Regions from separate parts of the Gossypium hirsutum genome. Here region 2 is linked to region 1. A link is a contact called in public Hi-C data. All regions are on one chromosome and are shown on one strand. Each heading gives the region's core, a stretch centred on a gene start, on an enhancer-like site or on the middle of the called end of the contact. The rest is flanking DNA. Distances are from core to core; before and after follow the strand shown.

Region 1 (3,635 bases), core at 890-3,389:
TGGCGCTGGAGAGGATCCTCCACAAAGTGTCAATACCTGTTTGTGAGGAAGGAAGTGCCACCGCCAAGTGACAATAAGAGGATGTCAACCCCGTCTTCGATGGCGCATTCCATACCGGCCAGAATATCGAACCCGAATGCTCGTTCAATTCTTCGTTGATGGAAACTTTCTCTTTCAAAATTTTGAGTGGGATTTAAATAACTATATTCTTAAAAAAAAACTATTGTGAATTCTCAAGTTTCAACAACCGGAAATGATTCCCATGCCATGCTACTTCTAGTAAATACCAAAAGAAACATTTATGTTGTTAAATGCTAAAATAAAATGCTTTTTCATATGCAGATAGTTCATGATGATGATCCATCCATGTGTTGAGACCTCTGTAATTATGTATAAAAATTGAATCATAGAGAAAAGCGAGAGGCCTCATTATTTGAGCTGCTCTCTGAGGGAAACCAATGTAAAAGAACTCCCAAATTCATCAGATAAGGTATCAATTTGAACAATATGAGAGTTGTTACTTGTAGAATCATAATTTGGTACTGCTGTTGTTTCGAGAAGAAGAATATACATCTTCCCCTTCAACATCAACGAATTTCAAGTCAATAATTGCAGCAAAACAATTGCAATGATAATGAAACTAAGACATGCCCAAACAAATTAAAGATATTAGTCATCAGTAAGGCTTTGCGTTTGAGAAATGGAAGAAACAAAAGAATTGTGTCAATGGTATTAGATTTTTATTTGTCTCTGAGGAAACCGAACGCGATATCGAAGACAACATAATTACATATAGGTCTTTAAGCTTAAATCAAAAGTAAAAAAAAAATGTCACAAGTGGCCATTCAATTGGCTAATGTGTTACATCAACAATCCGTTAGTGGATTAACAGAGTTTTTAACAGCAATGATTAGTTCGAACAATTATCTTAATTAGAGCAATTAAATTGAGAAAAAAATTAAAATGACCAAAATGAAAGGAATCTTATTTTGGAGTGACTTTAGATGGAATTTACCCAAAAGAATATATTTAACGTAGACATTTCAATAATTACATGTGAAATCAATTATTATCCATGTTGTTTTTGTTGTGGCCGTTGGTTGAATGTTACTGGAGTCCACGTTATGGCCCCTACAACACTACGCAAAACTTGGAAGCTTGGTTCACTTGCTTTCTAAAATAAATTCAAAAAATACTGTTTAAGATATTCACTTTGATTTCAATTTTCATCTATCTTCTAACTTATAATACTTTTTTATTTATATAAATTATAATCCATAATATTTAAAAACGTTTGTTAATTTTTTATTTTAATAAATAATATAATTATTAACTATTGAATAAAACATATTTCTATTTTTTTTGCTTTAAAAATAATGAGTAAGTTTTAGTGGTGAGTTCAATTCGATTTTATTGATTTTTGAAATTCTTGAATTGAGTCTAACTTTTAATTTTTCACACTAATTTTGGATTTTGAAATTTATTTTGACAAATTAAGTTTTCTTTCAAGACTTTGGACGTTATAGGGTAAAGTTTCAAACTATTTTTTTTACTATAAATATTTCAAAAAAATCAAGTAAATAAATGATAACAATAATTCTTATATATAATTTTTTTGAAAAATAATTATTTATATAGCGTTTTTGGTTTGGGTAATTACAAATTTTAACTTGTATTCTATAAATTGTTGAACTATTTTAAATTTGTTCAATTATTTATTTTTTTGTTAAGTAAATTTAAATAGACTTGACTAATCATTTATGAATTCAAATAAATTTAGAGTTTGATAATATTAAATCTGATCCGATCACAGCTCTGGTAAGGCAAAGTGGCAAACAACATTTTGAGTTACCCGAGTAGGCAAGTGCTATCTAACTCGGTGTTTGACAGCTACCATTTGCTTGTACTCATATGGCAATGGACATCCTAAATAGTGAAAAAGTAGAAGCTTTTAAATGATGCAAGTAATGTTCAAATCTTTTCATTTTTCTTTTTAATTATAATTTCTATTTATAGAAAGAAACAGGGTAGAATCTAAAACATTTACTTTTTCATAAAAAAGGAAAAAAGAACAAAAAATTTGATAGATAAAGAAGCCCATAGTTTTAGTACGAATGGCGGTCCCATTTGGGAATGAGATGGGCTATGTACTGATTTTGGGCTGTGGTGGACATGGGTGATTTTGTTGCCTCATTACTTGGACAGCTTTGAAACATTTCGATTTCTTCTTTCAAATAGGCCATGAAGAAAATGTGGGTTCCAATATTCGAACTAAAATGGGTAAATTTTGGTTTACATGCTTCGACTCAAAATATGTCAGAAAAGTTGGAAGTTGTTGCTTAACTTCTTGTGCTAACATCTACAACATATAATTTATAACATTTCACTGTCATGGTGGGTGTTCATAATTTATTCACCCTCCTTGAAACTTTCTTTCCATCGTAGCCTTCTACTCTTTCATTGTTGTGAAAGTGCAATAGGTCGGATTGGGTACATACAGCCATATTTTTGGCTAAACTTATTTTCAGAATTCTTCCATATTTTGAACAAATCTTCAATTTCAGACATATAACCTATCTCTTAAAAAGTGTAATATGCAATTAAAGAATGTTAGTAAAAATAAAAATCGAGACTTTTATAGATGAACAGGATATATGGTAAAAAAATCATGCAGTTGTGCAATAAAATGAAGGTATATATATATATATATAACAGAGAATAATTAAATTAATAAGAAATACTATGGCTTTCACTTTGAAAAGAAAAAAAGACATGAAAACTACTTGAGAGTGGGGTTGGGAGTGAGACAGAAGAAGCTTCTGGACCGAATAGTCTACTTTTGTACAGAAAATTTCTGAAATTCACAAATTACTAAAGGCTGCCAAACGATTAAACAAATAGAATCCAAAGTGCTTTAGAGAGGTTTACAAATGATATAGAATTGCATGGAAGAACGTGCCTACCTATTACCATCTTTTATATACTTTGATCATCATGATTGTAATTCATCCATTGGATGGACTTGGAAGTTTAACTCTAATTACAATGACACTTAGTTAGTGAGAGAGAGAGAGAGAAAAGGGAAGCATATAGATAGATAGATAGATGCATAAACTTTTTAACTTTAGTTATGCACATTATAAAGATAGAAGCTTCATCGATATGTGAAGTCGTGGGAGTGAGTTGTGTATTCTTCCCCCTCTTCTTTAGGCTTTATTACCTTTCTTTTGTTTTTTTCCTTTTCCAATATACATCTCTCTCTTAAGCTGTGTGAGTTTTAGTTACGTAGGTATATATGTATTGGAGACAAGGAGCTTTTTTGACAACTTGCAGTCCCCAAAATTTTCTCTGCAACCAATAAAGGTAACTCTGGCAGTGGCAGTGACAGTGGCACCACCATCTTTTTCTATATCCTCGACAAACAAAAGGAGCTCTCCCCTTTGGTCCATATTTGGATCTACTGTCTTAGATTACCATGCATTCTATACATACATATAGATGACAAAATGTTATGTCTTCATGCAAATCATTATCCTTGTAAACATAAGAATTCTATTGCTATCTCACTATTTCGAGACCCCCCCCTTTTTTTTTTCTTTTTACCTTTCTTTGTTCCTCCAAACTCCAATGGCACT
Region 2 (3,554 bases), core at 443-2,942, 87 kb after region 1:
AGTGAAGCTTATCTTTCTATTTCTTAAAAATTGAATTTTAAAATAAAGTCGAAATTTTTATCCAAAAGAGATTTTTATTTTTTATTTTTAACTTGTTTACCAAGTTTATTTGTCAAATTTATGCGGCTGAATTGATAAATCACCTCTGAAGCATGCCTACGCTATGATTAATAAGTTGAAATATTTGAAGTTGAAGTTATGATTGACTTGGAAATTTGGGATACGCTGCATAAAGCGCGCGGCAAGTGACAAGATACTAGTGGACTAGACTTCATAATGCGACATTATTATTTTTTTAAAATATTAAAATTGGCATGCTACATAATTTTTATCCATGAAATATGTTATACAAATTGAAATGGAATAATTCGTGTTTATTGGGTTTACTTTATATTTAAAAAATAATTATTTATAAGAACCAATTTTAACCTCAGTTGTAAATTAGATAAATGAAAAGCATAAATATAGGAACTGATTGCATCGGAGTAGAGATCTTATTACGGGTGAGTTTGGATGGGCGATGCGTTTACCTTCGGTTAGTGTAAAAACAGCGGTGGCGGTAAAATTAGATACTGTAGCGATACTGTAGCGTGAGACAAAAAGCAAGCTAAACGTACCGCACCGCACCCAATCTAGCCCATCCAAACCCACCCTAAATATGATTGTATTCAGACGAAAACTGAGACTGACAGATACCGTTGACTATAAAACATTATGGTATATAATAATACAAAAATCAACTCCTCTCTCTTCTCTATAATCCGGTACCCCCCCAAACGCACCAAATGACTCTAAGGGTGAATTTGGATGGACAGTGCGTTTACCTGCGGTTAGTATAAAAATAACGGTGGCGGTGAGATTAGATACTGTAGTGATACTGTAGCGTGAGACAAAAAGTAAGCTAAACGCACCGCACCGCACCCAGTCACCCATCCAAACCCATCATAAACTAATTAGCTCCAAAATGACTTAATCCCAGCATCATCACACCTAAGTCAACTTTAAATTCAACTACCTAATTAAACATTTTCTCTTACTAATTCTTTTAGAATAATAAAACACTTTCTCTATGTGTAAAAAAGAAGAAAAAAAATATACCATTAGCTAGCGAATTATGCCCCCTCCAAATATCAACAAAAATATAATAATAAAGAAGAAGATATTTGAACTAGATTTAAAGTTGGAGAGGGAACCTGATCGAAGGTTGAGAAATGATCAGGAATAAACCCATACTTCTGCTTTGTAGATTGCTTTCTTTGTGGCCCGGAAGGTTCATTAATCGGAGCAGTGCTTTCCCCTCCGCGAGTAGAAATTTGCAGCGGTGCGGCGGCCATGGATGTTCTTTTTTTTAAATATTCAAAAATTTGCATCTGCTTCAGCTTCCGTTTAGAAAGAAAATTACCCATCTCATCTTCCACTTATTTTCTTTGATAAAATTGGTTTATTTATATCGTATTATATGTAAACCAGCAGAATAAAGAAACACAGTAAAAGTTTTGGGGGTTTGGTAAAGCAAGAATATTTGGTGCAGAAATCCTTATGTTATGTGAGACGAAAGGAACCAAAATTGTTCTTTTCTTCAGCCAAACAAGATGCTCCTGGTTTTTTTTAAGAAGCTTAATATGCTATTGGATTATAAACCACTCTTTGCGAAAGCACAATACGCACCATTTGGGTCAAGATATTTCTGTCCAATTCTATTATTAAATTGTCCCTCTACTTGTAAAAAAAGTTTTAAGTTAGTGACTACATTATAATTAAATTTTTGTGTTAATCACTTAATTAAAAAAATTATAATTTAATCATTAAATTATTTTAAACTTTTCATTTAAGTCACTAATTTTATTTAAGCCATTAGGTAATTAAGCTTTTTTTTTTAAAGTTTCACCAACAAGCTCTAAGTGACGATTCAACAATCAGTAGGTAGATTAGTATTCATCGACGAGTAGGAAAACATACTTTAATTCCAAGTTGATCTAAAGGTCAATGTCGGAGATCGAAGAAAAAAGTTATTTGAATTTTTGATTCGCAGATTCGTGATATCTAAAGTTGTTTCATGAAATAGAACTTGAACTATAGAAAAGAAAGAGAAAGAAAGCTTCCGATTGGTGCAAACAATGTGAATAAAAAAAGTCATATAGCATCGGTTTTAACAGTCCTATGACTTAAATGAAAACTTTTAAATAATTCAGTGACCAAAACGAAAGGTTACCCATAATTTAATGATTAATAATAATTTACCCATTTAATATTTACTATTTAAAAAATGACATGATTTTTTGTTATTTTAAGTTCAATCCTAAATAAAAGATTTCATTTGCAGGATAATACAAACTTTAAAAATAGTAACAAACAATAAATGACATTTTATAAATAGTAAATGTTAGCTTTGTTAATATTTGACTTTTTTATTCTTTTTAATAATATAAGAACTAAATTGATTTTTTTATATAAAAATAATATTAAATAATTAAATAATTAATTACAAAAATAAGGTGAAAAACAAATTAATTATAAAAATAGAGTATTTGTTACAATAATTTTTTATACCACCTAACACATAGGTATTAAAGATCGAGGATTATATTACTTTAGATATAAAAAATAATTATTTATAACTAGATTATATTAAACTCACAATGAGGATAAACAAAAATACTAGTAAAAGAACACATTTATAAAAAAAATAAAACATAAATTAGTTTTTTTAAAATAGTAAAATTGAGGATTTAAAGAATATGATGCCCTACATTCAAGTTGCACCATGTGTTGTATTTATTTTTATTTAAAGGATTCAACCCAACATTAATAAAAATATATTTGTTATTTCTATCATTTTAGTTTATATTTTTTGGCAATCAAATTAACATAATAAAAATTAGATTATGTGGCACTCAGGAGGTAAATGAAAGTAAAATCTTGGTATAAAATTATATTATTTGAATAAATTATAGATGGAGCAGTAAAAGTTTTATGTATAATTTTTATTAATGTTGGGTTGAATCCTTTATAGTCTATTTATTTTTTGTTGTTTTATAAAGATTTTATATATAACTACAGTTACTTAATTTTGTTTAAAATTTTATTTTTTACCACCGAATTTTTTGAGAAGAGACTATTTTACTAAAGTGACCTAAAAAAATTTAATATTTATAAAAATGACCCAGGTTCAAAAACAATCACTAAAATGACTTGAAATAAACAGTAGAATGGGGTTTTGGCCTATCAATGGCCACCACCAACTTGTATTTTGGACCCATGATTGCCTGATAATTGTGTCAGGCTTTAAAAAATTAAATTTTTTAGTTTTGGCCTATCAATGGCCACCACCAACTCGTATTTTTTTAAATCGTATCATATTGGTATACAAAAATACCAGTATTTAAAAAAAATTAGTACTGGCCTGTCAATGGCCACCACCAAGTACAAAAATAAATCAAAATTTTTTTGTGCTGGCCTATCAATGGCCACCACCAAGTACCAAAAAATAATCAAATTTTTTTGTTGTTGGCCTGTTAATGGCCACCACCAAGTACAAAAAAAAATCAAAATTT

The links. A called contact is a pair of places that touch in the nucleus more often than the background predicts.
Region 2: a contact with region 1 is called in a Hi-C map of leaf, with 3 times the contacts expected there. The contact joins the promoter of LOC107893539 here to the enhancer-like site in region 1. A contact is called at or near these places in 6 of 34 Hi-C or Micro-C datasets (anther, hypocotyl and leaf).

The regions. Positions count from the first base shown.
Region 1 is chrD13:46,260,107-46,263,741 of Gossypium_hirsutum_v2.1, forward strand. No RefSeq gene overlaps it. Among protein-coding and RNA genes, the nearest start is that of LOC107893533, 11 kb to the right of the region's middle. Within about 2 kb of position 2,140, at least 2 of the 9 cell types and tissues checked have an H3K27ac peak or open chromatin away from gene starts, as enhancers often do. A contact at or near this core is called in leaf, where this site is marked.
Region 2 is chrD13:46,347,490-46,351,043 of Gossypium_hirsutum_v2.1, forward strand. It overlaps LOC107893539 (E3 ubiquitin-protein ligase RGLG4), which reads right to left and starts at 1,693. Exons shown (of 11, transcript XM_041108954.1): 1 at 1,194-1,693. The coding sequence starts at 1,406.